Regions from separate parts of the Sus scrofa genome. Here regions 2, 3 and 4 are each linked to region 1. The links are chromatin contacts, called in public Hi-C maps. All regions are on one chromosome and are shown on one strand. The core of a region is the stretch at or near the end of the contact, and the rest is flanking DNA. Distances in the headings are between cores, read along the strand shown. Region 1 holds the start of PFN2 (profilin-2). Region 2 has its middle 210 kb from the start of TSC22D2. Region 3 overlaps ANKUB1 (protein ANKUB1). Region 4 holds the start of RNF13 (E3 ubiquitin-protein ligase RNF13).

Evidence for each region. Hi-C and Micro-C count contacts between places; a contact is called where the count stands out from the background.
Region 2: a Hi-C map of liver shows a contact between it and region 1, with 1.9 times the contacts expected there. The contact joins the enhancer-like site here to the promoter of PFN2 in region 1. A contact is called at or near these places in 2 of 5 promoter capture datasets (fetal liver and liver), 20 of 47 Hi-C or Micro-C datasets (adipocytes, alveolar macrophages, brain and 12 more) and 1 of 2 datasets of contacts at active chromatin or transcription factors (skeletal muscle).
Region 3: a contact with region 1 is called in a Hi-C map of retroperitoneal adipose tissue, with 2.3 times the contacts expected there. The contact joins the enhancer-like site here to the promoter of PFN2 in region 1. A contact is called at or near these places in 17 of 47 Hi-C or Micro-C datasets (blood, brain, embryonic fibroblasts and 11 more) and 2 of 2 datasets of contacts at active chromatin or transcription factors (alveolar macrophages and skeletal muscle).
Region 4: a contact with region 1 is called in a Hi-C map of skeletal muscle, with 3 times the contacts expected there. The contact joins the promoter of RNF13 here to the promoter of PFN2 in region 1. A contact is called at or near these places in 3 of 47 Hi-C or Micro-C datasets (embryonic fibroblasts, heart right ventricle and skeletal muscle) and 2 of 2 datasets of contacts at active chromatin or transcription factors (alveolar macrophages and skeletal muscle).

What each region holds. Positions count from the first base shown.
Region 1 is chr13:90,183,369-90,188,832 of Sscrofa11.1, reverse strand. PFN2 (profilin-2) reads left to right here and starts at 2,855. Exons shown (of 3, transcript XM_005654030.3): 1 at 2,855-5,464. The coding sequence starts at 5,397.
Region 2 is chr13:90,429,238-90,434,701 of Sscrofa11.1, reverse strand. No RefSeq gene overlaps it. Among named protein-coding and RNA genes, the nearest start is that of TSC22D2, 210 kb to the left of the region's middle. Within about 2 kb of position 2,646, at least 4 of the 83 cell types and tissues checked have an H3K27ac peak or open chromatin away from gene starts, as enhancers often do. A contact at or near this core is called in liver, where this site is marked.
Region 3 is chr13:89,991,953-89,997,416 of Sscrofa11.1, reverse strand. ANKUB1 (protein ANKUB1) reads left to right here. Exons shown (of 6, transcript XM_005654029.3): 4 at 4,164-4,278. Among named protein-coding and RNA genes, the nearest start is that of ANKUB1, 19 kb to the left of the region's middle. Within about 2 kb of position 3,101, at least 14 of the 83 cell types and tissues checked have an H3K27ac peak or open chromatin away from gene starts, as enhancers often do. A contact at or near this core is called in alveolar macrophages, omental adipose tissue and retroperitoneal adipose tissue, where this site is marked.
Region 4 is chr13:90,032,483-90,037,946 of Sscrofa11.1, reverse strand. RNF13 (E3 ubiquitin-protein ligase RNF13) reads right to left here and starts at 3,259. Exons shown (of 9, transcript XM_013980793.2): 1 at 3,099-3,259.

The sequences.
Region 1 (5,464 bases), core at 1,606-4,105:
CTCTCAGAAAAATCTTCAAAGACCCTCTTCCCATCAAATAAGGAGAAATAAGAGTTGAGCAGAAATCAGAACATGGTTCATTATGCAAGCTAGAGAGATGAAGTTGGTCTGAGTGCAAATGCCAATAACTCTGCATGAGGAGGTGAATTTGGTACTCCTGCATTTAGGGGATGCCATAGAATGGGTTAAAGAGGCCCCAGATTAGTAGCACTCCTGGGCACACAGCAGAAGCACATGCAAATCATCTTTGAAAGGAAGAGTCCGGAGTTCCCATCGTGGCGCAGTGGTTAACGAATCCGACTAGGAACCATGAGGTTGCGGGTTCAGTCCCTGCCCTTGCTCAGTGGGTTAACGATCCGGCGTTGCCGTGAGCTGTGGTGTAGGTCGCAGATGTGGCTTGGATCCTGCGTTGCTGTACCTCTGGCATAGGCTGGTGGCTACAGGTCCGATTCGACCCCTAGCCTGGGAACCTCCATATGCCGAGGGAGCGGCCCAAAGAAATAGCAAAAAAAAAAAAAAAAAAAAAAAAGAGAAAGAAAGGAAGAGTCCTCAATTTAAGACATTGGAATTCCTACTTATTTAAGATTAAGGAAATATAAATTCACAATCTAAGATCACCAAGTGCACAAGGGGGCAAGCCACCATGGGTAAGAAAGATTAAAAAAAATAATACACAACTTATGTAGATATTGGAATTGTAACAAAGTATAGATTAGCTAGGTTATACATATCTAAAGAAAGAATGAACCACAAAGATGGGCAAGCAATAAGACTATTAGGAATAATGAGAAAGATCTGTGTAATAATAAAATGGACTTTCTAAAAATAGATTTTTTGAAATTTGAAAAAAAAAACCTCAGTGTGGGGTTTAACAACAGGTGAAACATAGTCAAAGAGTGAACTGGTAGTGAAAGACAAACATCATATGATATCACTTATGTGGAATCTAGCGATGGATACAAATGAAATTATTTGCAGAACAGAAACAGACTCATTGACTTTGAAAAACTTACGGTTATCAAAGAGGACAGGTTGGGGGAAGGATGGACTGGGGGTTGGGACTGGCATATGCACACTGAGATATATGGAATGATTAGCCAGTGTGGACCTGCCGTATAGCACAGACAACTCTATCCAATATTCTGTGAAAATCTGTGTGGGAAAATCTGAAAGAGAATGGATGTGTGTACATGCATAACTGAATCAGTCTGTTGTACAGTAGAAATTATCACAACATTGTAAATAAACTGTACTTCAATAAAACTTTAAAAAAAAGAAAGAAAAAAAAAAGTGAACTAGAACATTTGACTGAAGAAATTGCCCAGGATGCAGCAGAGCGGTAAGAAGTTGAAAAACATGAAACAAGCTTAGACACGTGAAGAATAGAAGAGGCAAAAGAAACATTTATTCTGAATCCTAAAAGAAGAGAGTAGTGAGAACAGAGGAAAGGAATCATTGCAGAGATAATTGAGAATTTTCTAGAAGTGATCATAAATATAAATCTATTTTTCCAAGTAGAATTAAAGACACCCAGGTGTAGATACATCAGAGTGGAACTGTAAGACAGCAAGTACAAAAGATTTCAAAGTACCCAGAGAAAAAGCACAGACCATCCATAAAGGCACAGGAGCAATGATGAAAATCAGAATGAATGAAATAATATCTTCAAGGTGTCGGTCTTACACTGTAAATCCAATCTATTTTTTTTTAAGTGAAAGTAATATAAAGACATTTTTAGATAAAACCAGCAAGTTTGCCATCAAAAGACCTCCACTAAAAGAACTTCTAAATATTTACTTTAGCAAGAAAAAAATGATCATAGAATGATGGTCTGAGATATGAAATGGTGAGTAAAATAGGAAATGTATAAATACATGTGTGTAAACATCTCTGTAAAATAATAGTCTGCAGAGGTGTGACCAGACTTAAAGTGTTCTAAGGTCCTCAGATTGTCTGATTAGGGGGTTTAAGATATTATTTAATTTAAAGCTTTGTTCTACTAAATATGCATGGTAAAATTTCCAGGGTAACACCAAAAGAATAGAAATTGAACATATAAAATTCCACATGAATGAAAAATTAAAGGACAGATTGCATACTAGACAAAAACATTTTTAAAAAATGAAGTTGAAAGTCCTAATTTCAGTTAATTAAAGGTTTGAAGTGGTCTTAATTAGTGTTTTACTGTTTCTCCATAGTTTCAGTTCCTACCCCAGTGTTTATCAGGTTGATTACATCTTCACAATCAGAACTTCTTGTTTCTTGGTATTTTGCTAAAATGGTGTGCACATGGACTTAAATGGGCTCAGCCACTCCTTGACTGATACATTGAAGAATCTGGCTTAACACATAGTTACTGTTTTCCTAAATAAGAATAAAATATTTTTTGAAAGAATGCATAATAATGCATTCCACATCTAAATAAGCTATGATTATTATTAGCTACATCTGGATATCTGTATCAACAACAGAGTTTTGACTTTTGTCTACTTCTGCCCAGACATCACTATTATCACTGCAGGGATCAATTACCCTGAAAAACGGGAGAGAGAGATACAAATTAGTACATTTTCTCATACTGATACTCTCTGGGACTTAAGTTACTTATACTGCTAATCCTAAAACTCACTTCTACTTATACCTTTTGAAACACTTTGTGGTTAGCAATATTATATGAAATAGAGACAGATCATTGCATACAAACAGAAAATGAGGCAGCGTGGGCCTAAGCTGGCTGTAAAGAAAACAGGCACAGGATTCTTTTACTATAGTACTGAAAAGAGACAGACAGTAGAACTTCTTTGAATATATCATCTCAAAATGTAAACTGTAAAACCCAGTTAGTCTTTAACACAGATTTATTTTTCATTGTTGTTTAAAATTTACTGTATAACAAATAAAATTTATTGTATGCAATTGTGGAAAAGAACACTGTTGGAAAAGTGGAACAATAATTTAAAAATGTTATATTTTGAAAAATGATTATAGGAGCTCTAAACTCTAATGTTGGAGTTCCCATCATGGTACAGCGGAAACAAATCCAACTAGGAACCATGAGGATGAGGATTCGATACCTGGCCTCGCTCAGTGGGTTAAGGATCCAGCGTTGCCGTGAGCTGTGGTCTAGGTCGCAGTGGAGCTCAGATCCGGCGTGGCTGTGGCTGTGGCGTAGGCTGGCGGCAACAGCTTCAATTAGTCCCCTAGCCTGGGAACCTCCATATGCCATGAGGGCATCCCTAAGAAGAGACAAAAAAGCAAAAAAAAAAAAAAAAAAAAAAAAAATTCTTATGTTTTACCCAGTGTTGTTGTTTTACCCAGTGTGTTTTAGAATGTTTTGAGATTTGAATATCCAGAACATCCAATTAGTGTAATCCTTTTGCTGTTTAAAGATAACAGTAAAAGAAACAATGGAATGCAGTTATTTGCATCTCTTTGCTATAGTCTAAAAATTAAATCCTAAAAACTTCAGAGTAGATTAATAAAAGTCAATTTCAAACTATCATCGTTTTTCTTTTCTCTCATTACCTTTACTATTTAAATTTATTGAATTATATGATGTGTACAAAGCACAAATCATAAGTGTGGAGCTTGACAAATTCTTACTATGACAATATTGTGTTATCAGCACACTGCTATTAACTTTTAAGTTGATAAACTGGTAATATTGAAGGATTAAAATCATCAACGACCACCACAAAAAAGTAGTAAACAAGAATGAGAGTGTAAATCAAGTGAGAGGCACACTTGCAAACACGGAACAATTTTTGACACATTTTAAAACAAATTTTCTGTAACATAAGAATATGAGAGAATTCATTGTCTCAATCTGAATGGAACCTCACTTGGGGGTTCTCTTACTGTGCTTCCCTTTCTGCAGGAGTTGTACCTTTCAAAGCAAACAGTAGGAAAAAAAAATACAAGCTTCAGAACCAATTAGATTGCTTAGCAACATTCGTCTTCTTAGTTACACCTGTTTAATCCTCCTGTCACAAGTTGTGACCTTACAGGATAATTTTATAAAGTTGAAAATCAACTTTTCAACGTTTTTAGACGCTCTTTCGCTGGTTTACAGGTCGTTTTGCTCATTTAAAATTGAAGTTGTGTAGGAAGTCTCCTAATTACTCTTCTAGTCATAGCGCCCAGAGGTTAATAAAGACCATTTGAGATTCTCAGAGACTCTACCCATGATTTCCCTTGTAAATAAAAGTCATTATCACATCTGGGTCCTGAAATTATTTTACCCGTCGAGAACGGAAATATGACCTGTTCATCCAGTAAACCCTTTCTTAGATTTTAAAGCTCTTTGCAACTCAGGGATGTCTTCGACCCATTAGTAACTTTCCCTGTTACCAACCAATAATTTACATAGGTTGCTATTTGTTTTGTTCGGAATTTACAAGCAATTCAGCCACACATGATTAGCAAAATTAAGAGGGTACTTTTTGTCAAAGAATCTACAGAATGAGAGACACCTGATACCCAAATTAGAAACGACGAAAGATCGTCAAAGCTCAGAAATGTTCCTCAAAGCCAGGAACATCCGCTCTGATTTCAGGTTGTCCGAGCGCGGCCGCTTGGCAGACTTAATGGCTGAGAGGCAGAGGAGTCCAGGGAAGAGGGTCCCTCTGGGGACACCTAACATAAGCGTGGGCGACCCGGCCACCAGCGGCCCCCATCACAAAGAGGAATAAACGCTCCGCATCCCGTCACCAGGGCAACTCTGAAATCCGACACCAAGGTTCAAGATTCCGCATCTCCGAGCCTCCGGACGCAGAACAGAGGCATTTCACGGTCCAATATCGGAGACTCCGAGGCGTCCCACACGCTGCTGTCTCTGAGGTGCTGACTGCCACGGAGGAGACGCCCTCTCCCCAGGCTCGGGGTCCTAGGCTTACACACCCGCAACGATCCCGGAAAACCCAGACCTTGCCGGTAGCACGTGGCAGCCGTGATTGTCCCGACGGTATCCCTCCGCGCCCCCCTCAGCCTCCCCCTCCCTTCCTGGGACCCTCCGAGTCAGGACGCCGCGGAAGGATCGCACGCACGTGCGCGCGCACGCCCCGCCGGGACCGCGGAGTGCTTAGGGAGCCGCGGTGAGAAGCAGTCTACGCTGCCGCCGGCACAGCAGCTCCGCAGCATCGTGCCGCTGGTTAGTTAGCCCCGCAGTTGCGGGCGGGCGGCCGGGTAGGGCGCGCTCCGCGGCTTGTCCCTCATCGCCGTCCCCGCGTCCTCCCTCCGCAGCTCCTCGGGGAGGGGGGCGGTCGGTGCCTGCGCAGAGCCGCCTCCTCCCCGCCCCCGCCCCGCCTCCCCCCGCGCCGCCGCCTGCGACCGCCGCCGCCGCCGCCGCTGCGCCTGCTGCTCCTCGCCGTCCCCGCTGCAGTGCGAAGGGCTCGAAGATGGCCGGTTGGCAGAGCTACGTGGATAACCTGATGTGCGATGGCTGCTGCCAGGAAGCCGCCATTGT
Region 2 (5,464 bases), core at 1,397-3,896, 250 kb before region 1:
AAACATGGGAGCAGCTCTTCAGGACAGTGAACACAGTCTAGCAAGGCGTCTGGCTGGGGGAGACCTTGGTCCAGTCTCCAGGTGTGGGGAGGCTGCTCTCCTCTAGCAGGTGGGCAGAGCGGGTCCTGCCAGCTGGAGCATCTAGGGAATCGGAGGGTTCAAAGGTCTCAGGTGGCCCTGCCCCCACTCTGGGTCTCCCACCTCAGGTTCCGGTCCCGCTCCTTTCTTCTCAGGGTCCTCACTTCCTCAGGCTATGATCCAACCTCCTCTGTTACTGTAGCACTCTGACAATCAGGAATCAGGCCCTAGACCTGGTTTTCTTCCTGAGCAACCCTCCAGCTGTAGGAGATGAAGGTTATAAAAATGCTGCCATGGGAGCCTCCTGGCTTCCACACTGTGTTCTAAGTTCATGGTTGCCTGAACTGGGCCTGTTGTTTTCTTCTTCCAGGGTTTCACTTGTATTTACCAACAATTCCAGTCTTCACTGACGTTGCTCTGCAGGGTGGGAGCTATTGCCTGATGGGATGCAGTCCCTTCCAGCAGGTTCCATCTCTGTTCACTGCGGCTGAGAATCTTGGAGAACTCAGCCACAGCTGAGTGAGATGGGAGTTTTACAGAACCTTTCAGAACTCCACTTAGCACTGACAATGGGGCCTCATGGCCCTTGGGCTGGCAAGTGATTTGATTCCAGGATTCCATCCTGAGGCTCTGAGTCCAGGACAACTCCCAGCACCAACTGTCTTAGGCTGAGTTCTCCCAGATCAGATCCTGACACAAGGATTTGAGTGTCAGTAATTTGTTTTTTTCTGGAGGCTCCCAGGAAGCCCTGGTAGATACAGAGAAGGGCAGGTAGCTAATAAAGAGTACGATATCCAGCATCTGCCCTCTGGGGAACACTGGGGCTTAATGGCACTGGGAAATACTCTGAAACATTCATCCGAGTTACTGACTGCCCTGAGGGATGAGGAAGTTGATGTGTTGGTCTACCTGCTGTCATTGCTTGAGGGCTGTGTTTGGGGCATTAATTCCCTGGAAGCACCAAAACAGCCTTCAGCAGAGAAAACTCGGGTGTTCTACAAAAAAATGGCGATTGGTAATTAGAGGTGAAGACCCAGGAGATGTGGGCTGGGCATGTCAGCCTCTGCCCGTAACCTTGTATGTTTGAACAGAGTTAAGCATCACCTCCTCCCCAGCTCACACCACTACCTTGGCAGCATGGGCGGCAGCAGCAGCAATGCCAAAACAAAATCCGGAGTGGACTAACCCAAATGGGGGTAGTGCTGGGAAAATCTTGGGGAAAGGGAGACAGAATGATATTGATGCTGGAGCCACTGTCAATACGATGTTCCGAATCACAGTTCCAGCTGAAAACCAGAACGCTGCCCTGCTGCGGGGGTGAGTCCCCAGGCCATTTCCCAAGAGACTCTCCACTCCCCATGGGAAGCCAGGAGGTGTGGTCCACCGATGGGTGAACCTGACAAATTAACCTCGTGCCCTCAGGTAACAACACATGATCCCAGTGAAAAAGACCCCTGGAAGAGTGACTCCTTGGATAACAATTTCAGGCACAGCTTTATAGGGAAGTGATGCTGAGATACAGTTTTTTGTTTGTTTGTTTTTTTAGCAGGGCTCCTCACTTTATATTGAAAATACTAATGACATCTACTTGCATTGGTAAAGGGTTCTCAGAGCACTTTCACCTATTAATTAGTTCAGCTGACCCTCCTAAGAACCCAAGGAAGACAAATGAGGGAGATACTTGTCCTCATTTTTGAGACAAGAACATTGAGAGGAAGTGAGGTTGTGACTCCTTGGAAGATCCTCATGTAATGGAGAAGAGGCTCAACCTCAGATCTTGATTCCCCGTCATTCAGCACTTGTTCCTAGACCAGCATTTCCTGTAAGCTGTCTCTCCCATTACCTGAAAAGAGGACTTTGGTAGCAGGTATTCGTTTTGGCATCCTCAGTGCTGGCATTTTCTGAGTGCTTAATATCTGTATGTTCAGCAAATGAATTTTAAAATCCTGCCAGAAGACTTGTAAAGTGATGCAGCAGCTTTTGTCAACCTCCTTTCTACGTCTTTCCTCCCAGCTACACCTACACTTACACAAACACACACACACACTTTAACCCTGCAGGCTATAGTTTTCCTTCAATCTTTCTTTTTTCCTTTGTCTTTTTTAGGGCTACACCCTCAGCATGTGGAAGTTGCCAGGCTAGGGGGTCAAATCCAAGCTGTAGCCGCCAACCTACGCCACAGCCACAGCAATGCCAGATCCAAGTCGTGCCTGTGACCCACAGCGCAGCTCACGGTCACACTGGACCCTTAACCCACTGAGCAAGGCCAGGGATTGAACCCGCATCTTCATGGATCCTAGTCAGATGCATTACCTTTGAGCCAAACGGGGAACTCCCCAAGCTATGCTTTTTTTGATACTTCTTGGAAAACCTCGGAGAACCAGAGAAATCTAAGGATCAAGAGGGAATCAGAGGTGACCTCACATGTATTGGGAGGCCCCAAATGGTCTCTGGACATGTCTTTAGATTTAGAAGGTAGAATCTTAGCTGAATCCTGACAGTGCTTAGAATTGTTCAGCTTGCGCTCCGGGATCTGCTCTCCCAAGGTCAGGCCTGCCTTCAGTGGTATGCAGTGCCCTGCAGGAGCCACAAGAGGGAGCCAGTGGCGTGGAGAGCCGGCCTTAAAGGATTCTCTTGCAGCAGAATTGATCCCCCAGAGGCTGGACTGAACCCACAAAAGGAATCTGGATGGAGCGCCAAAGTTGGAGAAGGAGGAGGCTTTGGGGTTGGGGAAAGTAATAGAGCGAACTCTAGAAAAACTAGAACTGTAGAGGAAAGCAGAGAAGGAGGGTGTCAAAATTGTAATTAATCATATTTTATATAAAAAATAAATCGAAGGGGACTTTGTACTATTCTGATTTTTTTGGCACAAGTGCATATTATTTTCATAATTACCAAAGAATAAATAAACATATATTTAAAACAAATGGGAAAAAATAGAACAAACAGTGAGCACAATGATGGAAAAATCCCATAGCTGCTCTGGAGTTCTGGAAAAAATCAATGTCATTCCTAGTTTTTTTTTTTTTTTTGGCTTTGCTGCCAGGCTTTGCCCCCATGCCTCCACATCTGCACTCGCATCCACTGTCTCCTTTTCCTCCACTCTTTCTCTTAATGATCTCTCTGTAATTGTCTTCTGAACAAACTGCCTTTAGTATGAAATTAATATAAATAAATTAAAAGCAGGTAGAATCAATGTTTTGCAATAATTCTTAATTGAAGCTGTTATCATTTCTACTTCTTTATGAAAATAAACTCCCACATGACTGGTGCCATTAATGTGCTATAAATACAATTGTCAAAACTTCATTAGAAACTATAGTGAAACTATTTTTATTGCCTCTTGGAAGTCTCTATTTAGAGGATATGTTTTATGTATCCTGATAGGCAGGGCTATCAAGCAATGAGAATGATTTTAATTAAACATCTTAGACTTCATGTATCTAATTGACACCTTCCCTGCAAACCACGGGAACCAATATGATTATTAAGGGCATCAAAGCATTTGGCTTAAGAAATTGCCCTCTGAGTCCATTTAAAACATACAAAGAAAAAAATCAATTTATGTCTTGCCTCTTTGGGACTCCCAATGTTATTAGCCATTTTAAAATGTGTTTTATGCATTCAAATTTAGCCACTGGTGACTCAAAGCTTTTCTGGAAATTAATCCACCCTCAGAGGATGAAGACACACCACATCCATTAGGGGCTTTAGTATCAGGAGCAGGAGGGAAGGATGAGAGGAATCTGGTCTTGCCATTGAGGCTGGAGCTCTCTGATGGATGGGAGAGGAATATGAAGGTTCTAGTCGTTTGCAGATGCCCTCTAAGTTTCTCCCTGGTACCCACACAGTAGAGAGGAGCCTCGGGTGGAGCCTCTGCTCACTGCCCCACCTCCAAAAGTGGTTTTAACTGGTGTGGGCCCTGGGGCAGTGGTGCTTATATTGTTCCAGAACTTCCCAATCATTTGCCTGTCACAGATACATAAAAAGGGCTGATGCCAGAACTAAAAGCTAGAACTGGAAAGGGTATCTGGAGGCATCTATATGGGAGTTGGTGAAAAAATTTATGACATTTTTCTCATATTATGCAAGTATTGAATTTATGTGAAACATCCAGATAAAGTCCTCTAGCATTTTTAATAAGAAGATTGAGTTTGCTTCCACTAACAGTTTTCTAAAATGAGGTTTATTCTTAAAAATGGCTCCTTGCGACAATTTCTCAAAACTTTTAAAATAATAACCTCTTCAGGAGATCCCATCATGGCTCAGCAGTAACAAACCCAACTAGTATCCATGAGGACAAGAGTTCAATCCCTGGCCTTGCTCAGTGGGTTAAGGATTTGCTGTTGCCAGCTCCAATTCGACCCCTAGCCTGGGAACTTCCACATGCCACGGGTGAGGCTCTTAAAAGCAAAATAATAATAATAATAACCTCTTCAGAATTTTGACAGTCACCATCAATGACTTTGCTTGCAAGAGAAAGTGATAAAAATTTTAAGGCCGATTTTATAGCCATTCAAACGTTTACAACATTTGAAATGATACCAAAAGAGAACCCAATTGTTCTTCCTCTCCTTTCAAGACAGAGGGCATGTTGGCATTTCCTGTGGTAAGGGGAATAGATTTTGCTTCAATGAAATGTTTTCCGATCATATGCTTCAAAATAAGGGGCTCCAATGCACAGAGGGCAGGTGCACACACGGTTACAGTGTTTACGTTGCAGCAAGGAGACAGAAGAGTCCCATGGATACAAAGACAGAGATTAGGGAGCTGTGAAGGCCTTTTGCTTCTTGGGTCCCTGGAACCAGACTCTTCTGGCAATTGTGCAGGCCCCTCATCCAGAAGCACTACCACCCTCTACTGGGGGTGGAGCTGCCCAAGTGAGAGGTTGCCTCCTTCACTGCCCTCAACCGGCCCCAAGACAACAGCCAATAAGATAGCCAGATCATGCCCTGAGCTGTCCAACCTGGAGGTCTCTGGGAAACCAGGGTAACCCCATTGGAGCACCTCACTACAACCATGCTGGGAAAGCTCCTTTCTACTTTGGACCAGGGGAATCTCCTCCACTCATGTCCTGCACAGCCACCTCCTCAGAGAGAGAAACGGAAGGGGATCGCGGGCAAAGCTCCACAGGTGTCTGAAAGCCCTCAGCTGACTTTGCACCTGGAGCCAAGCTGTCCTGGAGTTCACCAGGGTTAGCACAGCCATGGGAAGGTATTTTAGGGTTCCCGTCTGAGAGTACCTGTTACTATTGAGATGTGACCAACAACCTCTGCTGTTCACCATGGAATATCTAAGAGCTGTTCTAGATGTGGTTGGAACAATGGTGTTACTGGAGTAAGAGTACACTCACCTCAGGTGACTGCTTTCAAAGAAACAGCACTCA
Region 3 (5,464 bases), core at 1,852-4,351, 190 kb after region 1:
GTCCTGTCATAGCAAGCCTTTTAAGACAGGAGATGAAATAAATGCTCTTGGCCCAGTGTTTGAAATCTTTTGTTTTCCTTCATATGCAGAGAAATCAAACATTTTATGAAAAAAAGTTTGGTGTTCCCTGGTGACCTGGTTAAGGACTCAGCATCATCACTGCTGTGGCTCGGATTCAATCCCTGGCCTCCCTCTGCACGCCACAGGCACAGCCGAGGGGTGGGGGAGGAGGTTTAAGTACGCAAGAAGCTTTAGAGAGGCTAAATCTGTCATGTCAAGGATGATTTATGTTTTAGAAAATGTTTATCAGGGCATTTCTAGAATATTTGCAGAACTGCTACTTGGTCTCTACAGAATAATTCCATAATTCTCCCAGCAAAAAGAGTGAATTCTCAGGAGTTCCTCCTGTGGTGCAGTGGAGGCTCAGGTTTGATCCCGGCACAGTGGGTTAAAGCATCTGGTGTTGCTGCAGCTGTGGCAGAGGTCACAGTTGCAGCTCGGATATGATCCCTGGCCTGGGAATTTTCATGGGTGTGGCCATAAAAATAAAATAATAATAAATTTTTAAAAATACATAATTTTTTTAAAAAAGAGTGATTTCTCCTGGCTAAGGCCAGATTTATGATGGTTGAAGTGGATTAGGGGCATGAGGGCAATAATGCAGATCAGGCTCTGTGAGTAAAAGTACAGCAAACAGGAATCAACCCACAAAAGACAGTGAGGCCAAGACCAAGAAATCCAAAGCCAGAGTCAAAAGTAACAGAAGAAGAGCCCCATTTCAAGATTATAGGTTGTAACTTAAGGCATCCAGAAAGGGAGGGATCAGCAGAGAGAACATATACGTGGTGTTATGTCTACCTGTGCAGTGGAGGAAGAAAGGGAAAGATCAGAAAAGCAGAAAGGAAAGAAAGAGAAAGGAATCTGAAAGGAGGAGGCTTTCTAAGCATTAGAAAGAGGGCTAGGGACAAAAATTCCAGGTCAAATTCTACTCCCAGCTTGCTGAGTAACTTCCTAGTCTATGAAAGGGACAATGGAGTGGGCTAGTCTTTTAGAATCTTTTTATCTTCAGCCTTCTGTGACTCTAAGATTACTGCTGTTACAATATCCCTCCTGTCTTCCTTCCTCTCACCTGCAAGTATTTATTATGAACCTAAGTCTGAGAATACGCATGGAGAAGCCAAGTCACCCACTGTCCTATAACAACTTTGGCATGCAACTGCTAGGGCCATCATATTGATTCAAAGGCAGCCAATCCTTAGGCTGGCCAATGAAATCAGCTCTCACAGCTGAGGGAATTAGATTCTCATGTGGAAATGAGTATAACACAGAGGACAGGAATATGGGCCCAAGAACCAGACCATCCAGGTCTAACTCCTGGTTCCACTACTTACTGGTTATATAAAACCCGGGGAAGTTACTTAATCCTATGGTGCTTCAATTTCCTCTGTTCTCAAATGGAGACAATAATACAACCCATCACTTAGGGTTGTTGTAAATTTTAAATTAGCTTATTCATGTAAAGTACTTAGAAAATGCAGAGCATATAATATTTAATGAATGTTAGTTACTCATATTCAAAGTGTTATTATTATTATTAATTACTAGTCTTATGAATTCAAGTTCGGAAAGATAGAGAGACAAAAATGGTTATCAGTTGGGGAGGAAAATGAAAAGCGTCAATGAGGTCAGGTTGGGTCATGGCAAACTCAAATTGCACACATACCAAAGCTATGATAGGACAGAAATTGTAAGTAAGCAGGGAAGCCTGTCAGTAGAGAAAGGGAGAAAACATACGAAGAGACCTAAATTTCATGAGAGAGGGAGATCCTGGTGCCCATGGGAGAGATGGGGAGTGACTCATCTTGAGAGGTGTCTTGATTTCTAATGCACACCAGATCCTGCCATCGTCTCAATATGATAAGCCCCATTTTCTTGAGGGTCTCCTTGAGAGCATAACTAAAACAAAGCCCACAGACTGGATGAGGCATAATGCTTGGGCTCAAAGAGTTCTTGCCTAGTGGTTATAAACCAGCAATTCCAAAACAAATGTATTTTCAGTAATGACGAGTTTCAAAGTATTTTACAGCAATCAGTTGTGCAGTTCTTTAACTTATTTGGAGAGGTGAGAGTATGGTGTATTCTGGGAGGGCTCCTTGGAGGGGGTGACACCAGCGTTGCATCAGCTTGGTAGGAGGGTATGAGGGAGAAGTCTAAGGAATTCAAACAGAAAGGGCAACAAAAGAAGATGCTCCAGAAACAGCCTGGGATGTACACAGAAGTGCAGGTCAGCCTCCTGGGCTTCTAGGAATTATAATCAGCAGATGGCCAGAATGGGTTTGAAAAGTGGGACAGAACTTCATTCAACAAGTACTTGCTGAGCATCCACCATGAGCCAAGCACCATTGGGGAAAGCATACACACAGCTGTGAGCAAGAGTATCAAGGTTCCCACCCTCTCTTGAAGCTTGCATTTCAGTGGAAAAGGCAAGCATCGTCCAGTAAGCAGAAAAAAATATTGAGTTTTAAATAGAATTAAGAACTACAAAGTCAAATAAAGCAGGATAAGGGGATAGAGAGTGGTGTGGCAAGGTGGGGAGAGGTTACTGTAGGCAGTTAACCAGAAGAGAAGAAGACAATGGAATAGAATCCTGAAAAAAGACATGGAGGAGGATCTTGGGAGCTTCTCAAAGTAGATTTAGGTGAGAGATTATCTAGGCCTGAAATAGGGTGGGGCTGGAAGAGATGGAGGTGAGGAAACAGTTCAACATTTACAAATAAACTTGTCAGGCCTTAGCGACTGTAATGATATTGTGGGTGTAAGAAAGGAAGGAATGAAGAACTCCCAGATTTCTAACTTAGGTAGCAAGGAAGGAAGGTAGTGCTGTCATAAACTGAGACACAGAATGCATGAGGGATAGCAGGTTGGGATGAAAGGTGACAAGCTGTCCTTCAGACAGAGGGGTCCTGGTGTGATCCCTTGGATGATGATGGCCGCAGCAGGGGTATCTGAAGCTGGAGCAGAGGCCTGGCTGCAGTTTGGACTTGGGAGTAAGTGGAACATGGATGATCAATGAAGCCATCAGTCTCACTGAGGTTGCCTGTTAGTCAGTCAACAAGTACACAGTGAGCTCTCAGCAAGTGCCAGGCGGTGTGGCAAGTCCTAAAGGAGCTTCCTTTTCAGTGAGTCATGAAAAAAAAATCTCCAAACAAGTAAAATGATTTCAAGTGTTGATGACAGGGTTTAAGAAGAAGTTAAAATAACGTCATGGCACAGAGTATTGGAGGGGAGGAGAGTGTGGGGACAGAGACTGCTTTAGCCATGGTGGCCCAGAGGGTTCTCCGTGAGGACAAGAAATTTGAAGAAAGCTGAGTAAGAAGGACACTGCCCTGTGAAAATCTGGATAAAGACCCTTTGAAGCAAAAGAACTTATCAATCTTTAGGTCCTCAGATGGGAGTGGACTTGGTATGTCTAAAGGACAGGTGAAAGGTCAGAGTGGGAGAGAAGTCAGAGCAGGCCAGATGGGGAGGAGACTGGCTTTTATCCTGAGGGAACAAGTAGAGTGAGAAGAACAGAAGCCTGAGGAAAGATTCCTGGGAAGCACTAGCCTGAACGACAAAGTGGATATAGTCACAAAACCACAGTAGGCTTTTGAGGAGCAAGTGGTAAATCCTCCAGCAGCACAAACACTTTACTTTTTGTTTTGTAACACAGAATGGCTCTATTTTGTGAAGGACAGAACAAAAGGGTTATTCACCTCTACCCACAGCCTACTCATAAGATCAAGGCCCAAGAAACAAACCCACATGTCCTGCCACAATTTCTTAAGTTTCTCTTCCAACATGATAGCTTTCGTTTACATGGTGATGTATAGATCAGCATGGACTCAGTGTCAACAGGACTATCTTAAGAGAGCTACAGAAAACAGTTCAGCACTGTATGCTTTCACAGTACAGATGAGAAAATGTAAGTGCACAGAAGCTAACGGGCTTTTCCAAGTCAATATGGGCCTAAGCTAAAGATAGTAGCCCTGTGTCTTCGTTCCAAGGTACTTTTCATTTGGCATCTCGCTCATGCCTATTTAGAGAAAGCTGTCATTAGAAGTTTTATGATCGCTGAGCCCCAGTGATGGACTGGAACCATCCCCATCTCTCTTTATCCACAGGTACGACACTTCGCTTGGACGTCTGGGATGGATGGAAGGAATTTCTGATGGGCTGTCTCCTTGGACAAACACTTAAAGTCCAACGCTATTTATCAAATGAAGGACCAGTACTGAAGTACGGAGATAAAGCAAATGCTAAACTAATTAATTTTACTAACCTTTCATAGGAACTTGACTCTGCCATTCGCTCTACAGCCGAGGTGCTGCTCCATGCAAGTTCCCCTTAAACACTGTTACTGACATATTTGCTAGAATAAGACAGCAGAGATGCCACCAGGGAGGACAGCCTTTGGCGATGGATTATAATTCGGGTAGACTTCCCTAGAAAACAATATCTAAATGGGTGACTTCAGTTTGGTTTGGATATTAGACTTTTAAAGGCACTTTTTAAAGTTTATCAGAATAAGTTCATTCTCACATTCAATTATTCTAAAAACCACTAATTGCTAACTGATTGGCTGAAAACATTGCTTGCTTCTTTTTAAGCTATCGTGTAATTTTCAAATTACATTTAAAACAAGCACTCAGGAGTTCCCATGGTGGTGCAGCAGCAACAAACCCCACTGGTATCCAGGAGGACACAGGTTCAATCCCTGGCCTTGCTCAGTGGGTTAAGGATCTGGTGTTGCCATGAGCTGTGGTGTAGGTCTCAGAAGTGGCTTGGATCCTGCATTGCTGTGGCTGTGGCATAGGCCAGCAGTTGCAGTTCTGATTCGATCCCTAGCCTGGGAAGTTCCATATGCTTGGGGGCAGCCCTAAAAAGATAGGTAATAAATAAATAAATAAATAAAACAAGCATTCATTCTTTTGGTTATACATGAAGTGTAACACATGCAGCTGGGACAGTGGAGGAGGGTAGGCACAAAGAAGCAGGTGGAGGAGTTCCCATCGTTGCTCAGTGGTTAGCGAATCCAACTAGGAACCATAAGGTTGCGGGTTTGATCCCTGGCCTTGCTCAGTGGGTTAAGGATCCGGCGTTGCCGTGAGCTGTGCAGTGGTGTAGGTCGAAGATGTGGCTCGGATCCCACGTTGCTGTGGCTCTGGTGTAGGCTGGCAGCTACAGCTCCGATTAGACCCCTAGCCTGGGAATCTCCATATGCCACAGGAGCAGCCCTGGAAATGGCAAAAAGACAAAAAAAAAAAAAAAAAAGAAGAAGAAGAAGGTGGACATTTTAAGATATCTCTGCAGCCAACAGCCTCCCAAGTGCATAAAGTGAATTACCCTTTAGGTTTTAGTTCACTCGTATTTTAGAACAGTGCCCCCTTGTGGTACTTTTATCATACTTTACAGAAGCCAGGAG
Region 4 (5,464 bases), core at 2,010-4,509, 150 kb after region 1:
ATCATCACTTCTGGCCTCAAGCACTGTAACTATATTCCATGGTATTCCTACCTTCAGGCTTCCAAGTCCTTCACTGAATTTCCAGTTCCAGATTAATATCTATAAGGAAAGGTTCTTCTCAACTAAGAGTCATGTACAAAATCCTTAACCTGGTTCCTTTAAAGATCTTGTAATCTGTATCCATCTATCTTTACCAGCCTGTTCCTTAAATATCCGACCTTGGTAAATGTTCTCTGATTTCCTACTTCCCTTGAGCAGTATCCTTAGGTGAAACTCTTTCTTCTCCCATCCTCCTCCAGTTGCTAACAAATGGCCACATCCTCAATATGAAAGGAAAAAGGCTGAGGCATATCATTTATTGAGCACACATTTCTGCCGAGGGCTTTACAAATTCTCATTATCCCCACAGAAACATAATGGCTTAATACTCTATTTTTAAGGAAGAAGTTAAGGAAACCAAGGGCCAACAGAGCTTACCCAAGGTCATCCAAACCAGCAAGTAAAGAATCCAAAATAACCCCGCAGCATTCTGCATTTTTTAATAAAACATGATACAAGAGAGGCTTTATAGTCAGGATGCCCATATTTAAATTCCAGTTACTCCACTAACAACTTCGTGTGAACTCAGATAATTATGTATTTTCCTTGCCTTCATTTCCTCATCTATAAAAAGAGGATTACAAGATAATATATAATGCTTAGAACTGTTTGGCCTGGTAGAAAACAATCAATGTTAGCTATTATGACTGTTACTGTTATCTATGTACCATGACATATAAACTGACAATAACAATTATATATGTTCTCATTCCTAAATTCTGCGTAATCTAAAAGGATTATTAAAAACTTATTATCATTGATAAATGCTCACTAAATATTTGCAGAATATATGAATTTTTAAACAATGATTATATGCCATGTTCCATTTAAAAGAAATTTACTTGTCTATTAATTCTGTTTCTTCTTTTGAGAAAACTAATAATGCTTACTTTCTTCCCCTTCTTATGTCATGTGAAACTACCATATGCAATGCCATATGGTGGTAATATGTCAAATGGTGCAAAACACTATTTTGATCCAAACTCATTTTGACTTCTGCTAAACATTCCCAGATTTTAAAATGTCCAAAATCATACTTTTTACTTAAAACCAACTGTTTTTAGGTCATACCAACATGATGTAAGCACACCATGACATCTGACCAAGCCATTTCATTTTATACATCTTAATGGCAAAACCCATAAAACATAAAATGCCTTCCTATCCAATTTAGCTCAAAGATATAAACCTATCATACCCTTAGTCCTGCCCTTACTCTGCAAAAATCAGTGCCTAAAAAACTTCTGATAAATCTGTTACTCTGGGATGCAGAAAAATTACACAAAGGTGCTGAATACTAGTAACAGTTTAGGCCCCTGCAAAATGCTTGATAGAAATAAGCTTTAAACAAGGGTAGACGAGAACTTATTCCAAATCTTTCAGTATTAAACCCTGCAAATTACGATTTTGTCCACATGATTTACTATTACACATGGAGACATCAAGTTGCTGGCTTCAAATAAAGGCAAAGGTAAAAACATATATAAATTAATAAACAGTTGTCATTCTTGACACAGAAATAACTGGGCTTCTAACCAAGCGTTTCAAAACAACTGAGACTTAACCATGTAACAGACATATTTTATTTCAATTAATTCTTAAAATTCTTCCATTATTTACTGATAATGATGTCACAGAATTAGTAAGTGGCAGAGCTGAAGGCTGTACCCAGCCTGACTCCCAAATTTAGGATCCAGTGTTTTGCTGTAGTCCACAATACTATGGTACTCATTTACATCTTCCTTTTCACACTCATTCTTTTTAAAAACCTTAAACAAAACTACATGAAATAATATTTACTTTTACTCCACAGGATGTGCTTCGATATTTTTTTCCCTTCTTCTTCCTAATGTTATTGCACAAAATTGATTCCAAAATCCATTAATAAGTCCCCATGGGCCCTACACTGCACTTCTTACCTCCTGTTTAAAGCTCTTTTAAACTGCTACCACAATTCAGTTTTATTACTCTGAGGTAGAGCTAATCTCCTCGATCCATTAAAATTTGTCCTTAAAAAGATGAAATTGTTGAAAAGTCCTTCCTTAAACCTTGAACTGATATTTCTCTAACAAGAACTCTTTAGCGGCACACCCATCTTATTTATTTATATTGTATCCAAAACTGCAGATGTTCTCCTTGGAGAACAACACATCATTGTTGAAAGGAATGCATTAGTTTTCACTGTTCCTGCTGCATCACTGACATAATAGTTAACCATCAGGCAAGACTGGAGCAAAACCAAAGGACCTGAGCAACTACTCAAGGTGCTGAAGCTACAACCGAAACAACAGTTTTGGAACTATTGACAGATTAGGACAAAGTAGAGAAATCTACCAAAAGCTGGCAGAAAACACTCAGTGGCTGCCACCAAATACGTGTAAGTGCTTCTGGGATCGCCTGGCTTCGTTGTCTGCCCACTCCCCCTCTGGGACAGAGTTCTTTCATCAGTACGGGTCAACTCAATAAGCGCCCTGGCAGAGCTGCCAACTTTAAGGGGGCGATCCCTAGCAGAGTCACGTCCCACCTCCAATTTAGCTTCCGGGGTGGGGGTGGGGGGAAGGTTTAAAAGAACAGAGGCGAGTGCCCTCTTTTTTGTGTCAAAGACTAAAGAGTTCCCACAATTAAAGTCAAGTGACTTTGCCCAGGGACTCTGCAGCAAGTGCTGGACCAGGAAAAGCCTTCCGGACATCTTCCCAGACTCCAGCCACCTTACGAGAGGAATGTAAAAAGCAAAACGGATAACATAACAACTTTGGATACACACAAACTCACAGGATGGTAATGCGAGGGGGACTCGACCCTTCAGGGGAAGCCCTTTTTATTTTACCTTTTGCAAAACACCTAATTTCCTCCGTGCCCAGTCTGGGGAAGAGCAGCAAAGAGCTCAACGGTGGGGCCGCCTCGGAGTTCCAGGGCTGGTAAGGGGGGTGTGTTCTCCCCGCCAGGCCCCGCGAAAGACAACCCGCCACCCGGCATCCACGACACGGGAGTGCTCTTACCTGGAAGCCTGACCTCGCAACACAAATAGGCTCCCCTGCCGCCTTGCTGCGGGAGAAGTCCCCTAACCTGACTTCATGCCTGAATCTCCGCACCGACCGCCACAGCCTAGAGTCGGAGCGCGGACGACAACACCAAGGCGAGGCGGAAGTCCCGCCCCCCAACCCTCATTGGTCTTCACTCGAAGATAGAAGGAAGCCATTGGGCCACAGAGCTGCTCGCTAAGGCTCCTTCCCACTCTCACGCTGGGTCTCGCTCCGTCTCGCTCCAGTCCGGCTCGGAGAGACACCCAGCTTGCAGAGTCGCGTTCTTGGCCTCGTGATCCGCCCGCTCTGGAAGGGCAGGGTGGGGCGGGCTTCTGGAACAGGGATGAAGGGTCCACTTTTGGCGGGGAAAGGGGTAGGGATGGCCAAGGGGATAGGCTCTGGAATCCTGCCCTGTTCCTCCAGGAGTGGAGGCCGCGAGGTCAGGTGGGGAATGAACCTAGTGGCCAGGGCTGGCCAGCCTAGTCTGTTTGGGCTTTGGGGCCAAAGCAGACCGAGACCCAGCTGGCAGGCTGCCCCTGGGCGGGCCTTGGCTCTGGAGCGGACGCGCCGCCTTCCTGCACCACACTTAACGACCGCGGAAGAGGCTAGGATGAGGCGTCATTCCCCTCTGCAACATGCCCCGGTTGAGACTGGTAGATATGGGACCAAAGTCAATGCTTTAGTGTTTAAATAGCGTTGTTAAGAGGTGCGAGCAACTGGAGGACTAAACCGTAGTCCCCGGGTGCATGAGTAGGAGCCGTGCTGACGTCAGCGCTCGGCCTGGCACGCGATACCCCGAGACTCAGCAAAAGTTAAACCCTGTGATTTTTAACCTTCGTCAGCCTTTAAAAACCCTTATCTCTTTTAAAGAACCAAAAAAACTCCACCCCTCCGCCCTCTGGTAAACCTTCCGAGCCCTGGGTATTCCAATTGAAATTTCAATTACCCGAATTGGAACATCCACACTAATTAACCATTTGCTAACTAGCCACTTTAAAGAAGCAATGTGGGTTACTGCAAAGATTGCAGTCATGAACTAGAGTGCCAGGAAACCTAGATTCTGGCCCTGCTCTGCTTCAAAATAAGGCCCCTTTAAAAGTCCATTACAGGCTTTACAAACTTCAACCTCATCTTCTAAACAAAGGAGGGGTGAGAGGGAGTGATTCCTTAGAACACCTGTTTAACGTCCTTGGCTGTAACTAGTAACCTTAATTTCTCCGGGGAGACCTGAGAAATAGGAAGACTCCCTATTATGTATCCTTTTGTGCCTTTCAAATTTTGAACTTTGTGAATAAACCCTACTCAAAATTTAAATACAAAAAATTGTCCCTTCATGGCTCAGCAATTAAGGAATCCGACTGGGATTCATGAGGATGCGGATTCAATCCCTGGTCTCGCTCAGCGGGCAAAGGATCTTGCTTTGTGGTGAGCTGTGGTGTAGGTCACAGACGGGCTGGGATCTCCTGTTGCTGTGGCTGTGGTGTAGGGCTGCAGCTGTAGCTCCAATTCCACCCCTAGCCTGGGAACTTCCATATGCCTCGGGTGCAGCCCTAAAAAGAAAAAAAAAAAAAGAAAGAAAGAAAACAAAATTAATTGGAGTTCCTATTGTAGCTCAGTGGAATTTGACTAGCATCCATGAGGACGCAGGTTCAATCCCTGGCCTTAATCAGTGGGTTAAAGATCTAGCGTTGCAGTGAGCTGTGGTGTAGGTGATGACTCTGCTCGGATCCGGTGTTGGCTGTGGTGTAGGCTAGCAACTACAACTGTGATTCCATCCTTACCCTGGGAACCTCCATATGCCCCTGGAACGGCCCTGAAAAAAAAAAAGAAAGAAAAAAAAGTTGTAATTGGGAACATAAAGGCTAGTGTAGTTAATGTAAACACAAAATATCTCTATAAGCATTTCTACATTCAATTGTCTCATTAGTTTTATATTAAATCAGTGATTTCTTGCATGACATTGAAAAAAGTAAAAAATAATAATGTCCACATTTTACAGATTTAAAAAAAAGTGCTTTGTTCATTTTATAAATAAAGGCACATGAGTACAGAACATTTTAATCTGACTTTATTTCCCTCTTCAGATCACAATAGGTATAGCTACAAACAAGGTAATGTGTTATTTATACTGCATTTAGGCAAATTGTGCCACACCCTACAGAAGCTTTTCTTCTCTCCTCTATGTTGAATGAAGGCAAACCCGAAGAAAACAGACTGGAAAAATGTACTACCCGAAGAAAACAGACTGGAAAAATGTACTAACTTTTTAAAAATAGGTTAGGCAGTAAGGTTGATAGACATGTTAATTATGGTTTTCAAGAACATGAACGGTTAATATAGTA